Regions from separate parts of the Mus musculus genome. Here region 2 is linked to region 1. A link is a contact called in public Hi-C data. All regions are on one chromosome and are shown on one strand. Each heading gives the region's core, a stretch centred on a gene start, on an enhancer-like site or on the middle of the called end of the contact. The rest is flanking DNA. Distances are from core to core; before and after follow the strand shown. Region 1 overlaps Zfp704 (zinc finger protein 704). Region 2 overlaps Gm33169 (a long non-coding RNA gene).

Region 1 (6,449 bases), core at 1,033-3,532:
GGATATCTTGTATGTTTTGAAACAATTTAGTATTCCACATTAGATATAGGATCCTCAGTTATGGATAGTATTACATATTCATTAATGATATTTTTAGGGTATGAAAGGATATGAATTTTTGTAAAAGTTGAACAAAGTTTATGTGTATTATTTGATTCTCAAAATACTCAATATTATTAATATGTTTGATGTATAAAATTCATTTAATTAATAAAAAATTTAAAAAATAAATTTTAGTATTTAAAAAAACTTACAAATAACTATAAACATCACATTTTCACTTCCTCTCTCCCACAGAAATATTATTTATGTTCTTTGATAATATGTGTTCTTAATTGTTCAAGTTCTGGCAGAGGGCCATGGTACACTCAGGTAGCCTTAAAGTTTAGTCTTACAAAGGGAGTGAGCAGGCATGGTGGGAGAACCCAGAATCTAAGCCCATCCCCCCCACCACAGCCTGAGGAAGCGCCGGACCAGAGGGACTCCCAGAACCTTGGAATAACCAGAGCTCTAGAAGAAATGCAGCTCTAGAAGAAAACAATAACCACACACAGGTGTGGCCAGGAGAAGGGAATCGGGATTTTCTCCACCCTTCTGCATTCTGACATCACCTCCCATTGGCCACACCCACCACAAGCCGGTGGGCCTGAGCCCTTGATTGTACCCTGGGCCTCACGTGGGCACCGAGTGGGATAAGAGGTCAGAGCAGGATGGCCTGCAGAGCCAAGCAGGGCAAATTCTCTTCAGCCGTGTAAGCTTATGAACTGATGAGGTCGCCTGCTCAGTCCCACAAAGTAAAGTTAATTGGAAAAAAAAAGAAAGTACTGGGCCAGAGAGGTGACCCTGCAGTCACGAGCACTAAGTGCTGGGTTCTGTTCTAAGCACCAGAATCAGAGCGCACAGCTGCAGCTGCTGCGGCTGCAGGAGATCAGTGCATTCTGGCTTCATCGGGCCCTGCACAGCCATAGCACACACAGACAAGTCCACGTGGATAAAGAAGAATAGATTATTTTCAAAAAGAAATTAAAGAATGAAAAATATATTGTAGCTTCATTTTTAGCATGCTCAGTGTATAGGAATGGTATCAGCTGCTTTTTAGCATACTCAGTGTATATGGGATGGTGTCAGCTGCTTTTCTCTTGCTGTGATGAAACACCATGACTAAGGCAGCTTACTGCAGAGTTGGGTCCATGATAGTGAATATAAAGGGAGGGGCAAGAAACTGCGAGCTCACATTTTCAATCACAGCACAAAACAGAGAGAGAGAGAGCACCAGGCTTTGAAGACTCAACCCCCCCCCTCCCACTGGCATACTTCCTCCACTGGGACTATACCTCCTATCTTAGGGTTTACTGCTGTCAACAGACACTATGACCAAGGCAACTCTTCTTTGTTTGTTTGTTCATTATTAATAATTATATTATTATTTATTAATTATTTTATTTACATCCCAAATGTTGCCCCCTCCCAGAGTTCTTCCCCCCAACCCCTCCTCTTCGCCTATGAGAGGATGCCCCCCTCCAGTGTCCCTCCTCCCTGGGTCATCAGGTCTCTACAGGATTAAGCACATCTCTTCTACTGACAAGGCAACTCTTCCAAGAACAGCATTTAATTGGGCCTGCTTACGGGTTCAGAGGCTCAGTCCATTATCATCAAGGCAGGAGCGTGGTAACATCCAGGCAGGCACGGTGCAGGAGGAGCCAACAGTTCTACATCTTGATCGGAAAGCAGTTGGGAGACTGAGTCTTCTGCACTGGGCAGAGCTTCAGAGCCCACCCCCACAGTGATGCACTTCCTCCAGCAAGGCCACCCCTCCTAATAATGCCACTTCCCATGAGCCAACGGATTTAAACCACCACACCTCCTCAGCCTATCCTAACAGCTCAATCAACTGAGAAACCAAGTATTCAAACACCTGACCCAATGGGGGCCATTTTCACTCTTAAACAGCCACAGGGATTAACTTAGCTAAGCCCCATTACCAACCTAAAGATTGGTATGATGACTATCTTTTTGCATGTATGCTACAGCTTGAGTGTGATGTTCTCACCCTGTCTACACACACCCTTTTCCAAGAAGCTTATGTGTGAAGACTTGGTCTGCGGCTTGTAGTCATTCAGAATTTTTTTTAACCCATTGAGTCTAATTAGCTTTGCCCAAATTTGCATGGGTGTGGGGCCATCTACTCTTGTGTGGTTGCACCAGCCAGCAGCCACAGACTCCCCCTCGTCCAGCAGCCTGCCACTCTCAGTAGCTTCTCTGCTAGAGACAGGATCCCACTCACTTGGCAGTGCTGACTGGCTTGAGCTTGGGCACATCCTCTACAGCAGCCTCACAGCTCTAACTTGGTGAGCGCACAGTGTTGTCACGATCAGAAGACACTGTTTAGCTGTGGTCCTCCCCAGCCTCTGGCTGTACAGCCTTTCCCCCTCCCACCTCAGAGATGGTCCCTGAGCGTCATGGAGGAGGGGTGTAAAATCGATGCCTGACTTTTGGCTGAGCAAAGCACAGACACTTTGGCCCATTATCAGTGCCTGTATTAACTGCCATCAGCTGATAAGACCTGAGAGCCGCAGTCGTCAAATGCTTTGGCATAGTATAATCAAAAGACACAGGATTTGATACTTACATGCTGAGGAATGAGAATAAGAAAATTTTGTTTTATATAATTAAGCCATGTATGTTTCTATAAGAGCAGAAAACTTTCTATGTACTGTAAAACACTGCAATTATAACATATAGTAGGCTTCAAAGCTGAATCCAGATGTTCAGGGGTATAGGCATTGGGTGGCGTAACAACATGTGCTATACAGAGTGTGTATGTGTCTGGTGTGTGTGTGTGAGAGTGAGAGAGAGATGTATGTATGTATGTGTGGTGTGTGTGTGTGTGTGTGTGTGTGTGTATGGTGTATATCTGTGTGTGATGTATATGTTGTGTATGTGTGTGTGTGGTGTGTATGTATGGTATGTGTGTCTGGTGTGTATGTATGTGGTGTGTGTGTGTATGTGTGGTATGTGTGTATGGTGTGTATGGTGTGTATGTGTGTGTGGTGTATGTGTGTGTGTGTGTGTGTGTGTGTGTGTGTAGTGTATATGTGGGGTGTTTATGTGTATGTTGAGAACAAAGCCTACAGTGAAGTTAGGCAATACCCCATGGGTAAGGGTTCCCAGAGACACTTCAGAATTACTCTGCTTTTAGTATTGAATTAATTGTGATCATTGTTGTTTGGAAACTGTTTGCTGGGCAGAGAAGGTAGCTCAGCTGGTGATGTGCTTAGGAGGACTTTAGCTTAGTCCCCATGTGTAAACAGTGTATAAAAGCTAGGCTCAACTGCATACACTTGTAACCCCAGTGCTGAGGTGGGTACCAGCAGCTCCTGGGGGGCTTGCTGGCCGACCAGCCTAGTATTCATGGAAAGTTCTAAGTACTGAAAGACCTTGCATCAAACAATCAGGTGGGTGATGCCTGAGAAGCAGCCCCCAAGGCTGTGCTCTGTCCTCTGCTCGCATGTCTTCCTGTGCACATACCCATGTCCCCTCACACAGTAATACAGCCACAAAAAGGAAAACTATTGCTGAGTTATTCCAGATTGAGTTATCTTGCGTGTTGCATGACTGCAGCAAAGGCTATAAATTAATCAAGTGTTTTAATGTTATGATACTTTAGTCTACAGGCAGTAGACACAGCTCAGCAGGTAAGGTAACTTGCCCACCTGGGCCTGAAGACAAGCGTTTGATTCCCAGGACCCACATGGTAAAACAAGACTCCTGCCTTCCACATGCAAGCAAACCATGGCATAGGTACTACCTCTGTCTCAGTCACCGTTCTATGCTGTGAAGAGCCACCATGGCCAAGGCAACTCTTCGAAGAGAAGGCATTTAATTGGGGGCTTGCTTATAGTTTCAGACGTTATTTTATCATCATCATGGCAGAGAGAATGGCAGCATGCAGACAGACATGGTGCTGCAGAAGTAGCTGAGTCCTAAATCTTCATTCATAAACAGAGATAGACTGGGCCTGATGTGGGCTTTTGAAACCTCAGTTCCTAGTCTCAGTGGCGGCCACATTTCCTAAGTGACGAAGTATTCAAATCTGTGACGCTAAGGGAGGCATTCTCATTCAAACCACTACACCCCTCACACACATGCACACATGTAAACATACAAACTGAACACAATTTCATTCCAGGGGAACTGCTTGCTTAGCTTGTCCAAGCCGCTGAGACCCATCTGAGCACTGCAAAAATGTAAAAGTGCAGACCAGGGCACGATGACAGTAATTCAATGACAGCTGCTCTAGGGGGTGATCACCCCAGATGCCGTTCTGCTGGTTCCTGCCCATGGCATCATGGAGGCTTTACGCTCATCTGTAGGACGTTGTATTACAGTTCCTGTTTTGTGATCAATAGCACTGTGGTGGGGGGAAAAAAAAAGAACACCGTGGTGGTCAGAACAGGCCCATGTGGTGGCCTCGTGAAGCCCGTGGTGGGCTCAGTCACTGTGCTAGGAGGCATTTGGAAAATGCTAAACCCTCACTGAGGAGCGTTGTGTAATTGTGTGCTGGGTAAAGTTTGGCTTCTGCAGCAGATCCCAGGTTTGCTCCTTGAGTCTCTGAAACTCTTTAGCATGGAGGCCACTAGCAGCATCGGTCTCTGGGGATCAACTGCTTAGAACAGCACTCCCCCCACTAATCACTTAGTTTAAGTACTTTCAGGGTGTCCCCAGTGGTTCTTAGGAAGAAATGGAAGTTGTCTGGGTTCACCCAGCTCTTTGCCCACTGGGAAAGCCCAGAGCGGAGATTCCGGTTGTCAGGAAGATGGAGAGCGAGCAAAGGATATAGCACGCAGTGGGGACGAGAGGGAGACTGGATGGACTTGCTTGCATGGTGATGTTGTCCTTACCTCTTCCTGTAGAACTCCATGAAGGTGATGTTCAAATGCCTTTGGAAAAGCTGTGGCAAGGTGCTGAACACAGCTGCCGGCATCCAGAAGCACATCCGGGCTGTCCACCTCGGGTAAGGCAGCGCGCCCTCTGTCCACCTCGGGTAAGGCAAGACAGCGCGCCCTCTGCCACCTTGGGTAAGGCAGCGCGCCCTCTGTCCACCTCGGGTAAGGCAAGGCAGCGCGCCCTCTGTCCACCTCGGGTAAGGTAAGGCAGCGCGCCCTCTGCCATCTCGGGTAAGGCAAGGCAGCACGCCCTCTGTCCACCTCGGGTAAGGCAAGGCAGCGTGCCCTCTGTCCACCTCGGGTAAGGCAAGGCAGCGCGCCCTCTGTCCACCTCGGGTAAGGCAAGGCAGCGCGCCCTCTGTCCACCTCGGGTAAGGCAAGGCAGCGCGCCCTCTGTCCACCTCGGGTAAGGCAAGGCAGCGCGCCCTCTGTCCACCTCGGGTAAGGCAAGGCAGCGCGCCCTCTGTCCACCTCGGGTAAGGCAAGGCAGCGCGCCCTCTGCCATCTCGGGTAAGGCAAGGCAGCGCGCCCTCTGTCCACCTCGGGTAAGGCAAGGCAGCGTGCCCTCTGCCATCTCGGGTAAGGCAGCGCGCCCTCTGCCACCTCGGGTAAGGCAAGGCAGCGCGCCCTCTGCCACCTCGGGTAAGGCAAGGCAGCGCGCCCTCTGTCCACCTCGGGTAAGGCAAGGCAGCGCGCCCTCTGTCCACCTCGGGTAAGGTAAGGCAGCGCGCCCTCTGCCATCTCGGGTAAGGCAAGGCAGCACGCCCTCTGTCCACCTCGGGTAAGGCAAGGCAGCGTGCCCTCTGTCCACCTCGGGTAAGGCAAGGCAGCGCGCCCTCTGCCACCTTGGGTAAGGCAGCGCGCCCTCTGCCACCTCGGGTAAGGCAAGGCAGCGCGCCCTCTGTCCACCTCGGGTAAGGCAAGGCAGCGCGCCCTCTGTCCACCTCGGGTAAGGCAAGGCAGCGCGCCCTCTGTCCACCTCGGGTAAGGCAAGGCAGCGCGCCCTCTGTCCACCTCGGGTAAGGCAAGGCAGCGCGCCCTCTGTCCACCTCGGGTAAGGCAAGGCAGCGCGCCCTCTGCCATCTCGGGTAAGGCAAGGCAGCGCGCCCTCTGTCCACCTCGGGTAAGGCAAGGCAGCGTGCCCTCTGCCATCTCGGGTAAGGCAGCGCGCCCTCTGCCACCTCGGGTAAGGCAAGGCAGCGCGCCCTCTGCCACCTCGGGTAAGGCAAGGCAGCGCGCCCTCTGTCCACCTCGGGTAAGGCAAGGCAGCGCGCCCTCTGTCCACCTCGGGTAAGGTAAGGCAGCGCGCCCTCTGCCATCTCGGGTAAGGCAAGGCAGCACGCCCTCTGTCCACCTCGGGTAAGGCAAGGCAGCGCGCCCTCTGTCCACCTCGGGTAAGGCAAGGCAGCTCGCCTCTGCCATCTCGGGTAAGGCAAGGCAGCGCGCCCTCTGTCCACCTCGGGTAAGGCAAGGCAGCGAGCCCTCTGCCATCTCGGGTAAGGC
Region 2 (6,449 bases), core at 2,918-5,417, 200 kb before region 1:
TGGCCACAATGGGTGGATTATATGGGGAGGAGCTTCTGGGGAAGGGCTGGGAAGTTCATGGGGAGAGGGTGTAATATGGGAGCCATACCCTGTATCAGGTGTGGACTGAGGGATGCTGGGAGAACCTGGAGGCCTATGTTTAATAGGCACCTCGGCCTTTTGTCCAGGTGTGAGCTATAACAGATAGCCACATAACCCAATGAGCAGCACAGATAGAAAGAAAGATGCCCTAGGAGCGGCTGTGTGGGGTACCTACCTATGCTTCCTCTTGCTGAGTGAGCAATTTATACTTGCTGCTGCTTCCACTAACATCAGACTCCAGGCTCTTAGGCCTCCAATGTGTATTCAACACCAGTGAACATCTATGTGGGAACTAAAAAAGGGGAGCCCCGGGGAAAGAGGGGGAGGGAAAGGCCCCTGCCCCGCCAGAGTTTTCCCTACTCTCTGGTCAGTCAGGCGTGGGAGGGCTGCTACCTACCTATTCACTCACCCCTGGGTGGGCATTCCTCTATCCCACTCTTCAGGGGGTGGCCAAGGGGTAGCCCTGCCTGGGGACCCTGGAGCTACCTTGCTAAAGCCCCGGGGTTATAGGAGAGAGGGATGATGGAAGAGGTTCCAACACTGACCAGAGTGCGCAGCAGATCTTGACGGAGCAGAGACTCTCTATGGTTTAAGAGCTTTATTATAAAAATGCAGGGAGAAAGAGAGAAGGTAGAAAGAGGTGGGGGAGGCTAGAGGGAAAGAGAGTAAGAGAGAGGAGAGGAGAGGAGAGGAGAGGAGAGGAGAGGAGAGGAGAGGAGAGGAGAGGAGAGGAGAGGAGAGGAGAGGACAAAGAGAAAGGAGAGAGAGAGAAAATGGGTGAGAGTGAGGGGTAAGAGGCAGACAAGTAAGAGCATAAGAGATAAGAGAGAAAGCAGGGGCTGAACAGCCCCTTTTATGATCTTTACGGTTGCTAGGTAACTGGGGAGGAGTTTATCCTAGAGGTCAGAAGCTTGGGCCATTGCCTATGTGACTACTAACCATGCTTCTCTTGTGGGAGCTGTGCAGGAGTGGGTGGGGAGGTGGGGGGGGTGGAGGGTGGTAACTTAGCCAGGAGCATGAGGGAACGCCTACCATGTCATAAAGGTGAATTATGACCATCAGGGTTCAGACCTCAGCTCGACTGGAGACCAGCCTGCAATTCCCCACACATCTTGACTTTCAGCACTGGATTTGGGCAGCTTCAGGCAGCTGGCTTCCTGGACTGGCAGCTTCTGAGTTCTCAGCCTATCCAGTGCTGTAGACTGACATTGTTGGGCTCCTGTCATAGGAGCCAATCTAATAGGCATCCTTAAATAAATTCACATGCATTATGTTCCCAGCCTGATACCCATCCAGAGAGGGCTGAGATCGAGTGAGGTGGAGTCAGTAATGCACAGGGAAGATGTAGCACACATGGAGTTGTCAGTGTGAGATGCGAGTGTGATGACCCTCCCTTTTACACAGTGCTACCCAACTCACTGGGGAAAGGGTTGAAGCGCCCTCACCTCCATATGGTTTACATCTGAAACGGAAGGAGGACACTGAAGATGCTGATGTCACTGAGTAGGGAGGAGGTGAAAGGAGAGGAAAGAGGACTCAGAACATGTTTTGTGTATGGATATGTGATCTGGAAGATGGGCTGTCAAGTCATACCCATGCCCCTATATCAATTCTAGTACATTCCACCTAGGAGAGTTGGGTTGTTTTGTGAGACCCCGACTTAGAGTGTTTCTACCTGGAAGGTAAGGCCCCTGGATGTTCCCCAAGCTTGTTTTCCCTGATCTCTAAAAATGCAGGCAGAAAGAAGCTCTTTGTTCTCTATAGCCAGCAAAAAGCCTTTTTGTTTCTGTGCCTTACAGCCAGAGATGCGATAATTGTAGGAAGACCTACAAGGACATGGAGATAGAGGAGGCTGCAGCTCACTCCCCCCGCCCCTCGCCAGAAAGGAGCTGTAGCCAACTCTCCTCCCAACTCCTCCCAATTCCTCAGCCAGCTGTTAAAAGCCCCCTACTGTCACCACTCAGGGTCAAACTCCCCTGCCCTGGATGGCAGAGGGACTTTTGTCCTCAGCTAGCTGATAATAAAACCTCTTGCAGTTTGCATCAGGTGTGGTTTTCTCTCGGGACATTGGGGCGTTGGCCAGCTCATCCCGGGACTTGAGGGGAGGCCCAGCTTCAGGGGTCTTACAGTTTCTTGTTTGTTAGTTTAATCATTTTGGAGAAGGGGAAATCACACGTTAACAATCCATGATGCCAACTTCCTGTGGAGCTAAGCTCAGCAAAGAGAGACAAGTTCAACTTCCTTTTACCAGTATGAATGAAGAGGTACTTGGCTGGGCCACCATGTACCTCTTTTTGTCCACTTACGGGTCCATCGTACTGTTCTCCTGTGAAGACAGGAGTATGTCAATGAAAGAATGTTTGAAGCTCACTTAACTGTCTCTCACCCAGTAAGGTCCATTACAGAGCACTATCCAGCCATCCAGATAGTCGCCTTCACCTCCTTCCCCAAAGGCACTCACTTCCTGGTTTCCAGAAAGCCGTGTAGTAAAATGGTTGCTGTGCAGGTTTCCATCTGAGGTGGCGGGTGTCAGCTGGATGGGCTGCCTGCCTTTGATGGGGTTCCCTTTCACACACACTGGCAGTTTCCTGTACTCTCCAGTAACTGTTGCTGTTGTCCACAGATCTTACAGAGCAGTCAGTGACTGCTGCCCACTCCCTGTCATCTGCGTCTTGCTTTGTTCCATGTATGTCCTCACGGTGACTCTTCCTGGTCCCTCCAGATCTGGAGAGAATTCTTTTTTTTTTTTTTAAGATTTATTTATTTATTATATGTAAGTACACTGTAGCTGTCTTCAGAAGCACCAGAAGAGGGCATCAGATCTCATTATGGATGGTTGTGAGCCACCATGTGGTTGCTGGGATTTGAACTCAGGACCTTCAGAAGAGCAGTCAGCGCTTTTACCCCCTGAGCCATCTCTCCAGCCCAGGAGAGAATTCTTAATGTGCCATCACCTATATGTGCCTGAATTTAGGAGGAGACAGGCTCTCCATGAGAATCTGCACAATGAGCCTGGCTTGGACAAAGGTGATTCAGGTTCAGTAATTAATGGATGCTTCATCGCTTACAGAAAATCATCTGTGTATTCGAGGTACCCCCAAGTGGTGAAGCGGGCTTCAAACATTCTTCCACTGACATACTCCTCTCTTTGCAGGAGAACAATATGGTCCACCCATAAGTGGACAAGACTGGAATCAAGGCTGTTTATGAAAATATTGTTTAAAAAAAAAAAGAGGCTTCGTGACAGATATGTAGGTAAAGAAAAGGAAAGCCCAAGAACTTAATGGGGGATACTTTTAATGTTGGAAGAGCATGTAGGGAAACATGATGCTGATCCTTAAAGGACCAACACTCCCGTAACAGGAGTTAGTGAGAGCAAGGCACAAGAAAGCTGTTTGAACCAGGCAGTGGTGGCGCACGCCTTTAACCCCCCAAACTCAGGAGACAGAGGCAGGTGAATCTCTGCGAGTTTGAGGCCAGCCTGGTCTACAAAGCAAGTTCCAGGACAGCCAGGGCTACACAGAGAAACCTTGTCTGGAAAGAAAGAAGGAAAGAAAGAAAGAAAGAAAGAAAGAAAGAAAGAAAGAAAGAAAGAAAGAAAGAAAGAAAGAAAGTAAGTTAGTTGTTTGATTGATCGTAGGTTTATGTGACTCACAAGCCTTCAGGTTGAAGACCTGAAAAACCAAGATAAGGTTCACAATTTATGCTTCAGTTCTATAAAGACACTCAGGTAGAAGTGTGATTGAATAAGATGGAGCTGGGAGAGCCAGCAGAGCCTGTCTGTTCAGATTCTCCCAGAATTCTGTGGAGCACACCTTCCTTCCAGGCACAGGGCAGGATCCTTTCTGGAATGGTTTTAGCAGGATAGGTTAGGTCATTTTGCAAGGAGCAGTGGTTAGTCAGAAAGTCAGGAAAGGCAGGATCATGTTTTGGGGGGTTATGTCTGGTTTTAGAGAAAAGGGTTCTGGTTGCTATCTTCACATTGCAGGAGAGGAAGTCTAGCTTGTGTGGCTTGTGCAGAGGGAGTGGTCAGAGAGGGGCTGGGAGAGCTCTGTGGGCACCCTTGTTGCCTAGGACTTCCCCACAGACACCCCAACCTAAGCATTTGCATATTTTTCAGGCATTTAAGTAAAGGGTGGAGGAGACACTTAGGAACAGACAGTTGAAAGAAGAGAGAAAAAAAGTTCCAGACAATGGCAAAATTACTAAATGTATCCCAGATTCAAAATGGAGAACAGGCAAAAAAAACATGTCATTTAGGAATCCTTGGGTGTCTGTTGTCTTAAAAGTCTTTGAGGGATTCAAGTAGACAGCAGGCTCCCAATCAACTCATCTCCACAAGCAGACTGATATTCAAAGAGGAGTGGAGCAGAAGTCTTTGTTAATCATAATAAAGAATTTGCTGCATTCAAATGAAATACCAGCAAAGTGGAAGCAAGCCAGGGCAACACCAGTTTCCCAGGCGGGAATAAAGGCAGCACTGAGAAATTATAGAGCCTTCATCTCAATGTCTGTAATTTGCAAAATAATGGAAACAATAGCAGGGTAAGTTTGCCAAATACATTTACAAATGAGTATCATTCCCGTTAATCAAGCTAGAGATAACGAGCAAGGCTGCTGGGGAGTAGGGGAGGGGTCACAGCCCTCCCTCCCCCTTGATAGAGCCTGTGACACAGTGAATACATTAGATACATTAGATAAGCTTGACTTTAGCGTCCAGATGAATTTTCATCCAAGTGTGATGGTTAATACCCACCAACAACTTCACCGGATATGTAATTACATAGGAGACATACCCAGAGGCTGTGTTAATGAGAGTGTGAAAAGTTTAAAAGATCTGAAAAGATCCACCCTGGATATCTGTGCTCTATCCTGTGAGATCCTGAATGGAATACAAAGGTTTAAACCCAACAGCCCAGTGAGTGGTGCTATTCACATCCTCCTGGACTGTGGACTGGGTGGCCAGTCTCCTCCTGCTCCTTTGCCATGTTTTCCCCACCATGACAATCTGTATACCTCAAACCCGGAGCCCAAGTCAACCCTTCCTTCTTTAAGTCTCTCTTGCCTAGTGTTTGTCACAGCGGTGACAGAAACAACTGATTCACAATGGTCCCTAGTGCACCTGTTACAGACAAGGCTAAAACTGCAAGGAAAGAGCCAAATAGCCTCTGATAAATGAAGCCTCCCATGAATGCTGTCTGTCTGTCTGTCTCTCTGTGTGTCTTTCTCTGTGTCTCTGTCTGTCTGTCTCTCTTAAAGCCCAAATGAGACATAAAATTAGAAGGGCGGTTAAGCCATAAACTTCCTAGAACTTGGGTGACTGTCCTCGCAGGGGTCGCCTGGCCTGACAGGCTCTCCTTCCAAGTCCAGCAGCACCTCAGCAGCTTCCGGGATGCCCCTTCCGGCGCTCTTCCCACTCTTGTCTGGTGAGATGCAGCTGCAGAGCGGGCAGGGCATGCTGTCCCTTCCGGGACTCCCACAAACATGATTTTTCCACACTTACTTCTTGTATTGCATTTGATTTATGTAACTTGAATACTTCATTCATAGAGGAAAACTTTGAACTTTTAGAAATGATGTCATTTGGGGTAAGGTATAGCAGACCTGGGCCTAGGAGCTGCAGCCAGAGAAAGATCTTTGATCTTCCTGGATGCTAGGCACCACCAGCTCCTAGGCTCGTCTGTAGCGTCCGAGTGGTTCCAATGCCCTCCACTAGTTCCTTTTGCAAGGCCAGTTCCACCACTGTCCACGTAGATTTAAGAGCCAGCAGCTCCTCGTCCCTGGTTTTCTCCTTTCTTGATTCTTCAACCCGGAAATGCCAGTAATCCAGGCCAATGGGCTTAAACTCCCTAAATTTTACAAAATCCCCCTTTTCATCCATTGCCATTCGCACAGCTCAAGGCGGACATGTGTTCCTCCTTCCGTTGGTCAGGATCCCCAGGCCTGCGCTGGAATCCATCCACTTCTGTCTCTGTGGAGACCTCACATCAGTCTCAGTCAGTCAGCCCTTGAACCCAGTGCTGCTTCTAGCTCCCCCCCCCGACCCCCCCACCCCCCACCCCCACCCCGCTCCCCATGGCTTCAGACTTGACCTTCTGAATGGAACCATCCTGCCAGGCCAATTCCTCATGCTGAGCCCTTAAACCTCTCTCCCATTCCAATAGTACAGAAGATAAAATCTTCCTAAACGCTTCTAATAATTCCCTCATTTCTAAATCATTACCTCATTCTTCTCAAACCCTGGGACAAATGAGTGAGGTGCCTCCTTCACATATCAGATCATACTTGACCTCCAGGTTCTCCCAGCATCCCTCAGTCCCATTACAGGGTATGGATGGCATATCGTCTCCTACCCTAAACTTCTCCAG

The links. A called contact is a pair of places that touch in the nucleus more often than the background predicts.
Region 2: a contact with region 1 is called in a Hi-C map of the G1E-ER4 cell line, with 1.6 times the contacts expected there. The contact joins two enhancer-like sites. A contact is called at or near these places in 1 of 484 Hi-C or Micro-C datasets (the G1E-ER4 cell line), 3 of 115 datasets of contacts at active chromatin or transcription factors (bone marrow-derived macrophages, embryonic stem cells and microglia) and 1 of 9 other capture datasets (adipose tissue).

The regions. Positions count from the first base shown.
Region 1 is chr3:9,450,829-9,457,277 of GRCm38.p6, reverse strand. It overlaps Zfp704 (zinc finger protein 704), which reads left to right. Exons shown (of 9, transcript NM_133218.2): 5 at 4,914-5,014. Among named protein-coding and RNA genes, the nearest start is that of C030034L19Rik, 51 kb to the right of the region's middle. Within about 2 kb of position 2,282, at least 12 of the 459 cell types and tissues checked have an H3K27ac peak or open chromatin away from gene starts, as enhancers often do. A contact at or near this core is called in the G1E-ER4 cell line, where this site is marked.
Region 2 is chr3:9,652,814-9,659,262 of GRCm38.p6, reverse strand. The region is part of intron 4 of Gm33169 (a long non-coding RNA gene); the gene reads left to right. It also overlaps the pseudogene Gm17806. Among named protein-coding and RNA genes, the nearest start is that of Gm33169, 7.1 kb to the left of the region's middle. Within about 2 kb of position 4,167, at least 40 of the 459 cell types and tissues checked have an H3K27ac peak or open chromatin away from gene starts, as enhancers often do. A contact at or near this core is called in the G1E-ER4 cell line, where this site is marked.